4 separate regions of the Mus musculus genome follow, and regions 1, 2 and 4 are each linked to region 3. A link is a contact called in public ChIA-PET, HiChIP or PLAC-seq and promoter capture Hi-C data. All regions are on one chromosome and are shown on one strand. The core of a region is the stretch at or near the end of the contact, and the rest is flanking DNA. Distances in the headings are between cores, read along the strand shown.

Evidence for each region. Promoter capture Hi-C pulls out the DNA fragments that hold promoters and counts their contacts. ChIA-PET counts read pairs in DNA pulled down with a chosen protein or histone mark. HiChIP or PLAC-seq counts read pairs in DNA pulled down with a chosen protein or histone mark.
Region 1: a contact with region 3 is called in an RNA polymerase II ChIA-PET map of memory CD8 T cells, with 14 read pairs. The contact joins the enhancer-like site here to the promoter of C1galt1 in region 3. A contact is called at or near these places in 1 of 39 promoter capture datasets (pre-B cells), 2 of 484 Hi-C or Micro-C datasets (CD4 T cells and the N1E-115 cell line) and 3 of 115 datasets of contacts at active chromatin or transcription factors (large pre-B cells, memory CD8 T cells and pancreatic cancer cells).
Region 2: a promoter capture Hi-C map of pre-B cells shows a contact between it and region 3, with 3 times the contacts expected there. The contact joins the enhancer-like site here to the promoter of C1galt1 in region 3. A contact is called at or near these places in 1 of 39 promoter capture datasets (pre-B cells) and 3 of 115 datasets of contacts at active chromatin or transcription factors (double positive thymocytes, effector CD8 T cells and large pre-B cells).
Region 4: a contact with region 3 is called in an H3K4me3 HiChIP or PLAC-seq map of embryonic forebrain, with 5 times the contacts expected there. The contact joins the promoter of Ica1 here to the promoter of C1galt1 in region 3. A contact is called at or near these places in 11 of 39 promoter capture datasets (the 3T3-L1 cell line, the HPC-7 cell line, cranial neural crest and 7 more), 1 of 484 Hi-C or Micro-C datasets (embryonic stem cells), 9 of 115 datasets of contacts at active chromatin or transcription factors (the 230-238 cell line, embryonic forebrain, embryonic hindbrain and 6 more) and 1 of 9 other capture datasets (embryonic stem cells).

What each region holds. Positions count from the first base shown.
Region 1 is chr6:8,484,019-8,486,953 of GRCm38.p6, forward strand. No RefSeq gene overlaps it. Among named protein-coding and RNA genes, the nearest start is that of Gm26075, 16 kb to the right of the region's middle. Within about 2 kb of position 1,668, at least 60 of the 459 cell types and tissues checked have an H3K27ac peak or open chromatin away from gene starts, as enhancers often do. A contact at or near this core is called in memory CD8 T cells, where this site is marked.
Region 2 is chr6:8,628,049-8,630,748 of GRCm38.p6, forward strand. Ica1 (islet cell autoantigen 1) reads right to left here. Exons shown (of 14, transcript NM_010492.3): 14 at 2,479-2,700. The coding sequence ends at 2,628. Among named protein-coding and RNA genes, the nearest start is that of Gm35621, 6.1 kb to the left of the region's middle. Within about 2 kb of position 1,448, at least 9 of the 459 cell types and tissues checked have an H3K27ac peak or open chromatin away from gene starts, as enhancers often do. A contact at or near this core is called in pre-B cells, where this site is marked.
Region 3 is chr6:7,843,860-7,846,779 of GRCm38.p6, forward strand. It overlaps C1galt1 (core 1 synthase, glycoprotein-N-acetylgalactosamine 3-beta-galactosyltransferase, 1), which reads left to right and starts at 1,365. Exons shown (of 4, transcript NM_052993.3): 1 at 1,365-1,535.
Region 4 is chr6:8,777,220-8,779,942 of GRCm38.p6, forward strand. Ica1 (islet cell autoantigen 1) reads right to left here and starts at 1,265. Exons shown (of 14, transcript NM_010492.3): 1 at 853-1,265.

The DNA of each region.
Region 1 (2,935 bases), core at 418-2,917, 640 kb after region 3:
AGACGTAAAGACAAGCATTGTCAGAATTCCTAAGCTGGTGGTAGTCATTTATACATGTACTTAGAGTCCCAGCATTTGGAAGTCTGAAACAGTAGAATTACTACCTGCATTTCAGGGCAGTCTTTGCTACATAGTAAGTTTAAGGTCTGGGCTCTTAGAAAAAGACCCTGTCACAAAATAAAGAGAAAAGTAAAACAAAACAAACAAAACCCTATAAGAATAGTAAAAATATTGAAATATTGACAATTGTTGATAGGAACTGACAAAAACAAAATGAGAATCCCCAGGAAGAAAAAAAATGAATGTGACAAATTCTTTTTTTTTGTTTGTTTTTTGTTTTTTGTTTTTCGAGACAGGGTTTCTCTGTATAGCCCTGGCTGTCCTGGACCTCACTTTGTAGACCAGGCTGACCTCGAACTCAGAAATCCACCTGCCTCTGCCTCCCGAGTGCTGGGATTAAAGGCGTGCGCCACCACGCCCGGCTAATGTGACAAATTCTTATAAAATTTAGAGCCACCAGTCAGCCAATCCAGCTGACTAAGGAAATGAATTGGTAATGTGGGATGGAGGACACATAGAGGCAGCAAGCAGTGTTTCCTCTGTTGCTTTTTTTTTTTTTTTTTTTTTTAAGACCGGGTTCTTTACTGAACCTAGAAATTGCCACTTGGCCAGAATGCCTGGTCAGCAAGACCCCAGGGTCTGACTGCTTGCCTCCCACACGCCTATCCCCGAGTGTCAGCCAGGTGCTGCAGTGGAACGTTCACATGAAAGCCGGAGGTCTGAACCCAGATCCTCACGCCTCGCGCTAAGCACTTTATCCCTGAGTCATTGCTTCTGTCCTGGCAGTTACTGCCTTATGTAGTTAGAAGCCCAGAAGTGCTCTTTCTCAGGATTCCAAACAGTGGCCAGCAGCCACAGGTGCCCAAATGCTTTCTTACTACATCACTCAGAGAAGTAGAGTTCTTTCCTGAAAGTGATCGGAAAGTATTTCTTCTCAGCCTTATCTAATCAACCTAGTACCAACTTGGGTCAAATCTCCTGCCAGACTACTAATCAGCTAGCCTGTAGGAACATGTGCTGCTGAGCTGTCATCTCCAACTGCTAATTAACCTAGTGGGCCAGTGAGGTTCAGTCTTTGGGTCTGATTTCATAATTTCCTGATTCCCAGACCTACTCGCTCCGTTCTCCTTCTGTCTTAACCATGGGCTTTCTGGGTAATCTCGAATCAGCCACCTAACAATTTTTGCTCTGTCCTCTATGGAAATAGGTCTTTGTGTAGACTCCCCCTTTTTACCAACCATTATTTTGAAGTAAAAATAGATAAACTCTCCCTGGTTCTACAAATCTGTGCTAGCATGCTGCGTAATGAGGGACTGTTGTGTCTTAAGCCTCCTTTTGAAGACAGAAACAGATCTTTCAGGTGAGCGAGAGAGGAGCAGGTGATCAGCTGAAGTCACGCAACAGTGTTCCAGGAACTCTAGCAAGGCGGTGCTCAGCTTGTACTTAAACTGGTCCTAACCAGACTAGAGAAGCCAGCAAAAAGGCAGGAAATGGCTTCTGTTGATTTCAGCAGCAGCTTAACTCAATGTGCCAGGCAGCTGTGTCTCTCATTGGCCACAGCTGCTGCGAGCAGCAGGATGAGGGTTGACCTATATCTGTCCTCTGTAGGTCAACCCCCGAATTTGTTTGTAGAAGCTTCAGTCTTCTAGAACGCCAAGTTTCGCTTAGTACCTACCACAGTACCCTGATTTTATCAGGAAGTGAGATAGCCCACACCTGTGAAGAGCTGACATCTGCGGGCTTCCCCAGCTCTAACTTCTCTTGCTTTGTCTCTCACTGCCCCTCCCTCCTGTTAGCCTCTTGCTCCTTGTTTTTTGTTCGCCACCCTGCTTCCATCATCCTCTGGGTGAGAGGGGCCGCGATGGTCACAGCTGTGTGCCTTCTTGCAATCACGATGATGCTAGTGCTTGTCTTTACGGTTCCAAGTTCCATCTTTCAGTTGCAGCCATCATCCCACGTGTGTGCCTGTGCCACCACAGGTTTTAGGATGTGTCAGTTGCTCTTTTCAGCTGCAGCTGTAAACAGAATTGTCTGTTGGATACATGCCTTCAACACCTTAGTGCCCGAGTTTCTACACGGTAATAGCTTCTTCACTGTTTTTCATGGCTAAGAAATTTGGAAAAGATAGACTGTAAGTCTTTCTCCTAGATTAGAAAGCCATCTATTTGATTGTTTTTATTTTCAAAGCCAACATCCAAATGTGATAACGCCTCTTGTCCTTTGCCTTAGAGTGGGGTCAATAGGAGCATGCTGTCCCAGGTCTCAGTTGGTAGACATGTTTCTTTATGCTTATGGCACAATGTGAAAGGAATCCTAGTCAGTCGCATGAAAGCATCGGGACTCTGTAGGCCTCTCCCTCTTTGTAGCACAGGTATTGTTTCCTGTGATGATTTCTTCACTGGCTCTTTATAATAAATAACAAAGACGCAGCTCGGGTGGTGGGAACTCGGGGCCCTGTGTACACTAGGTCCGGCACAGAAATTTGAGATAGGAAAGGCCTATTAAACCATCTCAGTGGTTCTCTGAGGGCACATGGTGGTTTTGCCCTCCCCAGAACGCCTGGCTACTTTTTAGTGCATTTTCCAATTGCAAATAGTACAAGAGAAAGGGATTCTGGCTCCCCAGGGGACAAGCGCTGCACAGTCAATAATAGACCCTCCATTACAGCGTGTGACCTGCTCTGCCACCTTAATCGTCTCCATGTTGAGTTTCATTTCCATCACTCCTTCTCTGTCCCCTCGGACCACACTAAATAACTTCCCTCCATCCACGCTGTTTATGCCCTTCAAGTACTCTTGGCCGTGGCCTACGAGCCAGTCCTGGATGGTTAGCCCCTGGTGGACATGCTGAGAGACTCTCTTCTTTCATCTGCCTC
Region 2 (2,700 bases), core at 198-2,697, 780 kb after region 3:
ACTTTCTAATTCTGAGGCTGATGGATTGGTTTTTTCACTCACCCAGAACTCAAAATCAACTTGACATTTCTAAAATTACATTTCGAGGGGAATGAATCTGTAAAGTGAACCGAGAGCCAGTGCCAGTTGGGGAAAGAAGGCAGGCACAAACAGAATCATGCCTCGTCCCTCCTTACAGTGTGTGCGTTCTTTATCTGTTAGCTGAGGAAAAGGGAGGGGAACCGGGGGTCATGCTGAAGCCATCAGAAATAGCCAGAAAGCCAAGGAGAGCCTGGGTCTACCTGTAGCTCAAGCTCCATTGTAACGGTGGCTCAGGCTGCCCGAAGGGAGTTGGAGATGAAGCGAGACTTGTTTGGCAAAGAGGGTAAAGACATATTGTCTCCTTCATGGCAGAGATCACACTTGTGTGGGCAGTTGGGGAGACCCCAAGGTGGGTCCCAGAGGAAGCCTCTTGGCCAGGCGGGTGTACGGGGCTCTTACAAGAGAGCCAGGTGGCAGCTGCTTCCCCTTACTTAGGAGAGGTGGTCAAGGGGCTTTGTGTGAGCAGGGTCAAAACGTGCCTCTCAACAGGGATCAAGAGGCTGCCCCAGTGGATTGCAGATGGGAAAGGAGACTGAGTCTTCTTCTTTTCTTTCCTTTTCATGAGAAATATAAAGACAATTTGGGGAGAAAATGCCTCCATGAGCAACCCTTTCCTTTTCCGGTTGCAAAGCTTATTCAACCACTGTGATCCACTACCCCCCACTCACTGATCAGTTTTAAAAGGCAGCCTCCTACTGCTTATCCTATTCCAAACTCTACCTCCCTCAACCTCCATGCCTTCCCATCGCCTAGACGGAGCCAGACAGGCCTTCCAGATTCAGCTCCTCACTGTGACTTCTGGGGTTTCCATGGCTACAAACAAATGTGACCTGGGATGAAACTAGAACCCTTACTCCTCATTCCATGCTGGGCAACTTGACCTGGCGATCATTAATCCACGCAAGTGGCACTGTCTAATGGTAGAGGCATGTGTCTAAAGCACGTATCTGTCAAGGCTAGGAAGCACCATCCTGGCATGGCTGGAGGAGAGCGGTAGGGCAGGAGCCAAACTCTCAGGAGACAGTAGAGCTTCATCCTTGGAGAACTGAAGGTGCAGGTAGAGGCTCCACATTCTCATGGTGGAGGTGGACTGTGAGGAAGCTCTTGAGGACTGAAGAAGGCTGTCATGGAGTCTCACATAGCACACAGGCCCCTGGGACGGTACATTAAAGGGGTGGCAAGCATGCCTGTGTTTAGAGGAGTGTGAGGTTGGGTTCTGATTCTGTATCGTGACAACCTCAAAGTGTATTAACGTGGAGCTGAGAAATCTGCCAGAGACGATTCTGGCAACAAGACCTCTGATAGCACAAGACAGCAAAGCCAGGGAAAGCTACCCAAGCCAGGCCCTCAGCTGGCTCCCAGACATTTCCTTTACCAAGAAGACATCTGTAACGGCCCGTGTCTCCAGCCCTCAGAGTGGTTTTAGAACTGCAGGCAGGTCCTTTCTGAGGGTGAGTTTCTGAAGGAAGCCCAGGGAGCCTTCTCTGAGATAGGCAACAGGAGCCCTCAAGAGGCCTAAGCACAGAGAACCTTTTTTTCTGGACCACTAACTTACACAGGGCCTTCTGTGCATTGCTTAGGTCTACATGAGGGCATGTGAGAGGGCCCTAACTTAGCAGGTTACCTGTGACATAGAGAAACTCTGGGGTCTGGGAGTCTGACAGGGTATCTAAGTTGTTGATGTGGCTACATGTGAATCTGTAATTACCACTATTTCTTGGTCCTACAAAAGTCCCAGGCAGCCCTTGTAGCTGGCTGCCTTATTTGGGGATGTACAGTTCTGACCAATAGCTGCAGAACTGCCCATGGGGCCCCCTGCCCCTCTATTGCACCTTCAATGATGCTTTTCTTAGCACAGCTGGGTCTCCACACAGAATCCACGACTTGAGTTTGTATAGCAAATGTTGTCTTAATGTTTAAAATTTTCTGTTTAAAAAAAAAAAGGTTCCATGAGGCTCCTGGAGTTTATGCTTTTGAATTCAGCTACGGAAAAGATAAAAGGAGACACTAGGATGTGCAAGGATGGCTGCCTTCAATAGAAAGGTCCATGCAGCAGAAAGCAGCCCCACTCCTCTGCCAGTGTGGCACGTGGCCGCAGTCAAGTGTGGCAGGGGACAGTGTCTTCGGTTGTCTGGATCTTCATCCAGAGCTCAGTGGACAGTGGCATGGCAGAAGGGCTCTTCCTGACACCTCTTCTGAGAGGGATGGGGACGTGAGAAAGCACTTTGAGCCTCCTGGTGCCCCTGAGGACGTGTGTAAGTCCACATGCAGGTGTGTGATTTAGCCTTGGATTTTGGGTGTCAGCAAGAGTAAGCAGTGGCCTGCCAGCGGCCCCTGTGTACTCCTCTACTGTTCAATGCACACGGACTACATACAAACCAAACAGGAGTGAATAACTATAGCGATAGAAACAGGGCCTTGACCCTCTCATTTTATTAAAATGGCATGTAAATATTAAAACAGCACACTGAGCATATTAGACTTCTGCAAGCCCTGGATGAGGTGCCGCGGAGTGGCCCGAGGGCTCCCTGTTGAAGGTTGCAGACTCATGCATTGAGCAATTCGTGTTCTTTATCAGTTTTCCCAACAGCATCAGGGTTTGATAAGGGGTCGAGGTCA
Region 3 (2,920 bases), core at 115-2,614:
ATGATGGTTAAGGTCTCTAGATCTTACTTCCACTCCCTGCTGCCTCACCAGGTGGCAACCCACTTCCGTTGCTGCCACAAAGATAGCTTCTTGGTACACAGGACCTTTGCCAAAGCAGAGCAGACGAGTTTGTAAAACTCTCTCTCTCTCTCTTTTTTTTTTTTTTTTTTTTTTGGTTTTTCAAGACAGGGTTTCTCTGTATAGCCCTGGCTGTCCCGGAACTCACTTATTAGACCAGGCTGGCCTCCAACTCCCGAGTGCTAGGCGTGCACCACCACTCCCCGCTGAGTTTGTAAAACTCTTAAGTATTTGCCATAGCAGAACAGAAGTAAAATGCCATTACACACATTCCTCCAAGAGGCTTTCTGTCCGTTGTCACTATATGAGTTCTCTGTTCTTCTGAGGCACACATCTGGTTACAGAGCACTCTTCATTATGCCAAATCTCTTGTTATTAAGGATAGAGGAATGCTGTGAAAGGAAAAGAGGCAAAAAAAAAGGGGGGGGGGGCTAAGATTGGGTTAGAGGTCAGCGTGACGTTGAGGTTTGTTCCACAGACAACAGTTTAAAAGGCAGTTCTTTACTTGTACTCCCTGCTAATTTCGCTTTCTGCTTTCCTGAGAGAATTAGAACACTCAACCTCACCAGAAGGGGGCTAAAAAAACCCTGAGCTCGGGGAAGCCGGGACTTCCCAGCCCACTCCGCAGGAGGGCGGGGCAAACACCCGGCGGCCAATCCCCGCATCCGCAGGTCGCGGTGTCCCCGCCCACTCTGCCCAGGCCCCGCCCTTCCCCGGGGCTGCTGCTGCTGCTGCAGCTGCTGCAGCCGGGACGTCAGCATCTCCGAGACCCCTGGGTGGCGGCTGCGCAGTAGGCGGGCCGTGGTCCAGGCCGCGCGGTCGGGAGGGGCGGAGCGAGCGGCGGGAGCGAGCGGCAGGAGCGCGCGCCGGGCCCGCCTCGGCCGCCGCCGCCGCCGCCGCCGCCGGGAGATGATCTGGGCGGCCGCGGGCGGCCCAGGCTAGCGGCCCCTGCCCGTGCTGCGGCGGGCCAGGGCAGCGAAGGTCGCGGGTGGGGGGTCGTCCTCCTCCCCGCCTCCGGGAGGGGCGAGAGGGAGCCGGGGCTGATGTCAGGGACGGCGGGCGGAGGCGCCCGAGGGCTGCGGGTCCAGGGGCTCGGCTGCCGGCGGCAGGGCGACTGAGGGTTCGGGAACGCCGCCCGGGTCCGCGTCCCCGTCCGCGCCGGCGCGGCCAAACAGGTGTCTCGGGCGGCGGGCGAGCGGCCACCCTCGCGCTCTCCGCGGCCCGGCGTGTCCGGCCCGAGGCGCCCGGGGCGGGCCAGCGCCGAGCGGTCCTGCCCGCCGCCCCGCCCCGGGCCTCCGCGCGCCCGGCGCCCGCCAGCTGTGTGCACTCAGGTGCGGGCACCTTCCGGCCGCAACAGTCCCGAGTGCCCGCCGCCGTTGGACCGTCAGCTTTGTCTGGAGCTGGTCGGTTATGGTTGGAACTTTCCCTGCCCTTCGTTGACTGAGTGAACCAGCCAGGTGTGTTGGGGGCTTGCTACGCGCAGGATTTAAAAAAAAAATGTTTTTTGTTTTTTCTTTTTCCTTTGGTAACAAAGTGTGATGGCTTTCCTAGATGTTGGCTAGTTAAACAAAGTGCTTTGACTTTAGATAGATACTCTTCTAAATTAACTAATTTAAGAGTGAGGATCGGGGATTAATGCTTTTGAGCTCTGTCCACACTTCTTACTAGTGGCGTGGGACTTAGAATATTCTAAGATCCCTTACTTCCTGGAAAAAAAATTTTTTTTTTCCAATCTAGATCTTTGTATTCACGGTATTTCCTTTTAGTACATACTGTCAAAAGATGTATTCTGAGTTAAAAAGTTACAAAGTTAGAACTTCAGTGCTTCAGACTGAGTAGGCAACGCGGAAGGGACAGAAGTTTGGTAATTTGCAGGAAGTTGAGGATAGACCACAGATAGCTCAGCCTGGTGCCAAGAAAAAAATGCTGTGCACACTACAAGTTGTTTGATTCTGGTGGAAGTTTGGATTTGGAAGTGGAAACTTGAGTTTTTAGAAGGTATTTATAAACGGTACAATTTTCCAGTTCCTTATCAGATAAATGTCAGACGAGCCTTGTGCACACGATATTGTGTGCTCTAAGCATTGTATAGCATTTCTGCCAGCTGTAGTATATATTTTTGTCCAGTTTAAATGAATATAAGGTTTGAAGTTACCAAACAGTTAACTCTTTTCACCATATGTTCAGTAAAACTGACTTAGGAAGGCAAGTATGACTCACTGAAAAGTCAGCATTAGTGGACAACTAACTTTAGTGTTTCAGATTTTCTTGAAATTTATGTTTTCCTCTATCTTTTTACTCAGGACTCAGCAGTTTACAAATGCTTTGTGGTCATTTCCCACTTAAACTCCCTCTCCCTACATTGTGCTCTTAAAAAAAAAATCAGCCTACAGTTGTGGATAACTTTAATATCAAGCAGTTTAAAAGTACATATAATGAGTTAATGTTTGGCTAATTGTATTCAAAAGTATGTGCTGTATATTGCTTGTGTGTTGATTTTGCTGAAATGAAAATTGTGTTATTCAGCTTAACTATAAACTCATGATAATATAAAGTCAAATCTTTGGTGAAAGTAGTGGTTGGAATTTTGTTGCAATTTATTTATGAATCAAATGTGAATTGAAATTGTTACCTTAATGCTCCTGTTTACCTATTACATTCAAAAGTTGGCTTTTCGGTACAGATATTTTAAAAGGACTTTGAGATTTTAACAACTAGCTTGAAATAAAAGAAAGATACATGTTTTTAATTACCAAATCTGGTGGGACTAAGGTCTTTTTAAAAATTAAAAATTTAAATTAACATGCCAAGTGGTGAGATTCATATATACGTTGGTCATTAT
Region 4 (2,723 bases), core at 15-2,514, 930 kb after region 3:
GCTATCTAAAAATGGAGAATATAGTCTCATTTCTAGACCTTAATGCCCACCAAAAGACCCCAAACGTTATTCACGGATATGGCACGTTAAAGGCTCCAAAGAGTGGTTCAGAGGCTTTGGAACCCTACAAGTCAAAAGATAGTGTGAAGGTTAACGGGGGAGCCGCTTGGGAGAAAGACTGGCATAACAGGATATTACTTTCAGAGGAAACAGGAGCTGCATCAAGCCTGGGCCAGGAAAGGCGGAGTCAGCAGCGCAGCACCCAAAGAAACCCCGCGTGCCAGGGTTTGCAAGAACGTGGCGTGCTCAGTGACTCTTCCTAGCCCGCAGGGGCCAACCACAGGCCTCCTGGCACCAGTCATTACAAAAAAGGTACCCATCGGCTCTTAGCAGTCCCTGCCAAAGACTAGCATAGGAGGAACGGCAAAAGTAAACGTCAGATACCGCTGCAGGTGAACTTGTCAACAAGTCAGCTCTAGACGAAAATCCCAGTCCAGAGGGGACCTGGGAGGAAGGGAAGGGTAGGCCAGCACCGGCTTGGGTATGGGCGCAGGTGCTCTCTGGTTTCCCTCCCGCTCCCTGGGGGCTGACGCACGCTCCTAGGGCGCGCGCATCCTCCACACATCCAGGCCCGAGGGAGGATCTGCGGGAGGGAAGAGGATGATGCTCCTCCCGCACCCGATGGGGGGGTGGGTGTGTGGATGAGGTGACCCGCCTGGAACCCGTAGCCCGCAAAGGGCAGTAGAGGCGGCCTTGGCTTGGCGCCCCCGACCACCCGGCCACCCGGGCGTCTCCCACTGCAGCATGCAGCCCGCCCGGCCCGCCCCCGCCCCGGCCCTGGAGGGCAGGTACCTTGGTGCTCCGGCCCCCAGGAGCCTCCCGGCGGAGATCCTAGCGTCCCTCCAGCTCCCTGCGCCGACGTCAGCGTCAGCACTGGCGAGGGAAGGGGCGGGGAGCGCAGGAAGCGGTCCTTCCTGCAGCGGCCGCCGCCAGCCGGAATAGCAACGCGGAGCCGGTGCGCGCCGCAGCGCAGCGCGGCGGCCCGAGCCGGCGCCCTCCCCTCCGCCAGAACCCGCCGCCTCCCTTCCTGCGGGGACAGCGGCCACTCTCTGCAGGACCCAGGGATCCTGGTGGGGGAGGGCGGTGGTCTCACCTGGTTTGGGGCGGATCAAGGATGAGAGGACCGAGTGTCCCTCTCTCTACTCCCTGGGGTTTTCCCGTGACCCCCATGTCTAGGGTATCTGGCGTTTGGACCTGCTGCCAGAGATGACCCCGCCCCTGCTCCCTAGCAGGTGTTCCACGTGTCCATAGCGTTCGCGTCACAATGACCTGTCTACAGGTGGCTGACGCCTAGAACACCTCAGAGTTCCTTCCTCGGTTTGTGTAAAGGGTGCGTGCTACTTTATAGAGTTTGGTTACTTGAATGGACAGGAGATTTCGTGAGGTCAGTGCCAAAACAAGTAGGTTTGCATCTGGAGTCCAAATTTGGGCTTAAAGGCTAAAAAGGCAGTGTTAAGAAAACAGCTGGGTATGTATTTACACACTTTTTTTTAATATCCATATGCCATATCAGTCACCTATACTTACTTTAGACAGTGTTTCATCTCTTCTTATCCTTTGTCACAAAACACAAACCTCAGTTTCTGGAGTACCTTGCATATCACAGGAGAGGGATATCAAATAATGGTTCCCAATGCTGTCTATACTGATAGAGATACTGGGCTCACCCCTCCTTCGATGTCATAGAGAAGTTTGTTGAATGATCACTGCTAGGAACAGCTAGTAGGTGGAAAGAAAAATTACTTAGTAATAATGCAAACAAGCCAGAAATCCACAGCTAACATAAAAGGGTTGTTTCCTGGGTGCCAAACCAATACTGTGTCCTTCACACTGAATTTTTTGATGGCCCAATATGGTGGTTAAAATTATCCCCGTTTTAAGGGTGAAGATACCGTAGCTCAGAGTTCCCTACGGAAGACTGGTGGATCTGATAGCCTTGGCATGGCTCAGTAGTGAAGAACCAGGGTTGAACCTAGGGTTGTCTGAACCAAGATTTAACCTGAGGAGAGAGTGGGGTTTAAAGCATGGTTAGGGATAACTCAGTGGCTGAACACTTACCTAGCATGCACAAAGCCCTGGGCTTGGTCCCTAGGAAAGCAAAGTAAGAAAAGTGTCCAAACATAGAAAGAAATGCTAATTTCTTCTAACATCAGAGGTACGCTGAAGGGCCAAATTTCCCTTGACTCATACCAGTCTTCATACCAGTCGCAATTTATTAATTACATGAAAATATAAGAATTCCACTCACTTATCAAAGATTGGTTTTGAGGCAAATGCATTTTTTTTTTTTTATAAGAAAGCCAGTGTCTGATGTGTTGAAAGTGTCCCCTAGAAGCATAGTTCACTGGGACCTAAGCTCTGGAAAGAACAAAGAAGTAGATTTACAGAACCATTTAAGGGCTAAGGCAGACACCTTGGCCAGAAGTCTGAGAGCCTGTCAGTCACAGAGGCTGAGTTTAGCCTTCAAAGACAGTACCTGCCATCGAAGAACCCACAGGATGAAAGCAGGGTCTGGCCAGTGTGAACAGAATCCCCCTAGCTCCCAGAGACTTTAAGAGCACACCTTAAGTGATGTCTTATTCATTTATTTAATTTGTTTTTTTGAGGCATGTTCTAGTTGTGTAGCCCAAGTTGGACTGGAACCAGAGATCCTCCTGCCTGGG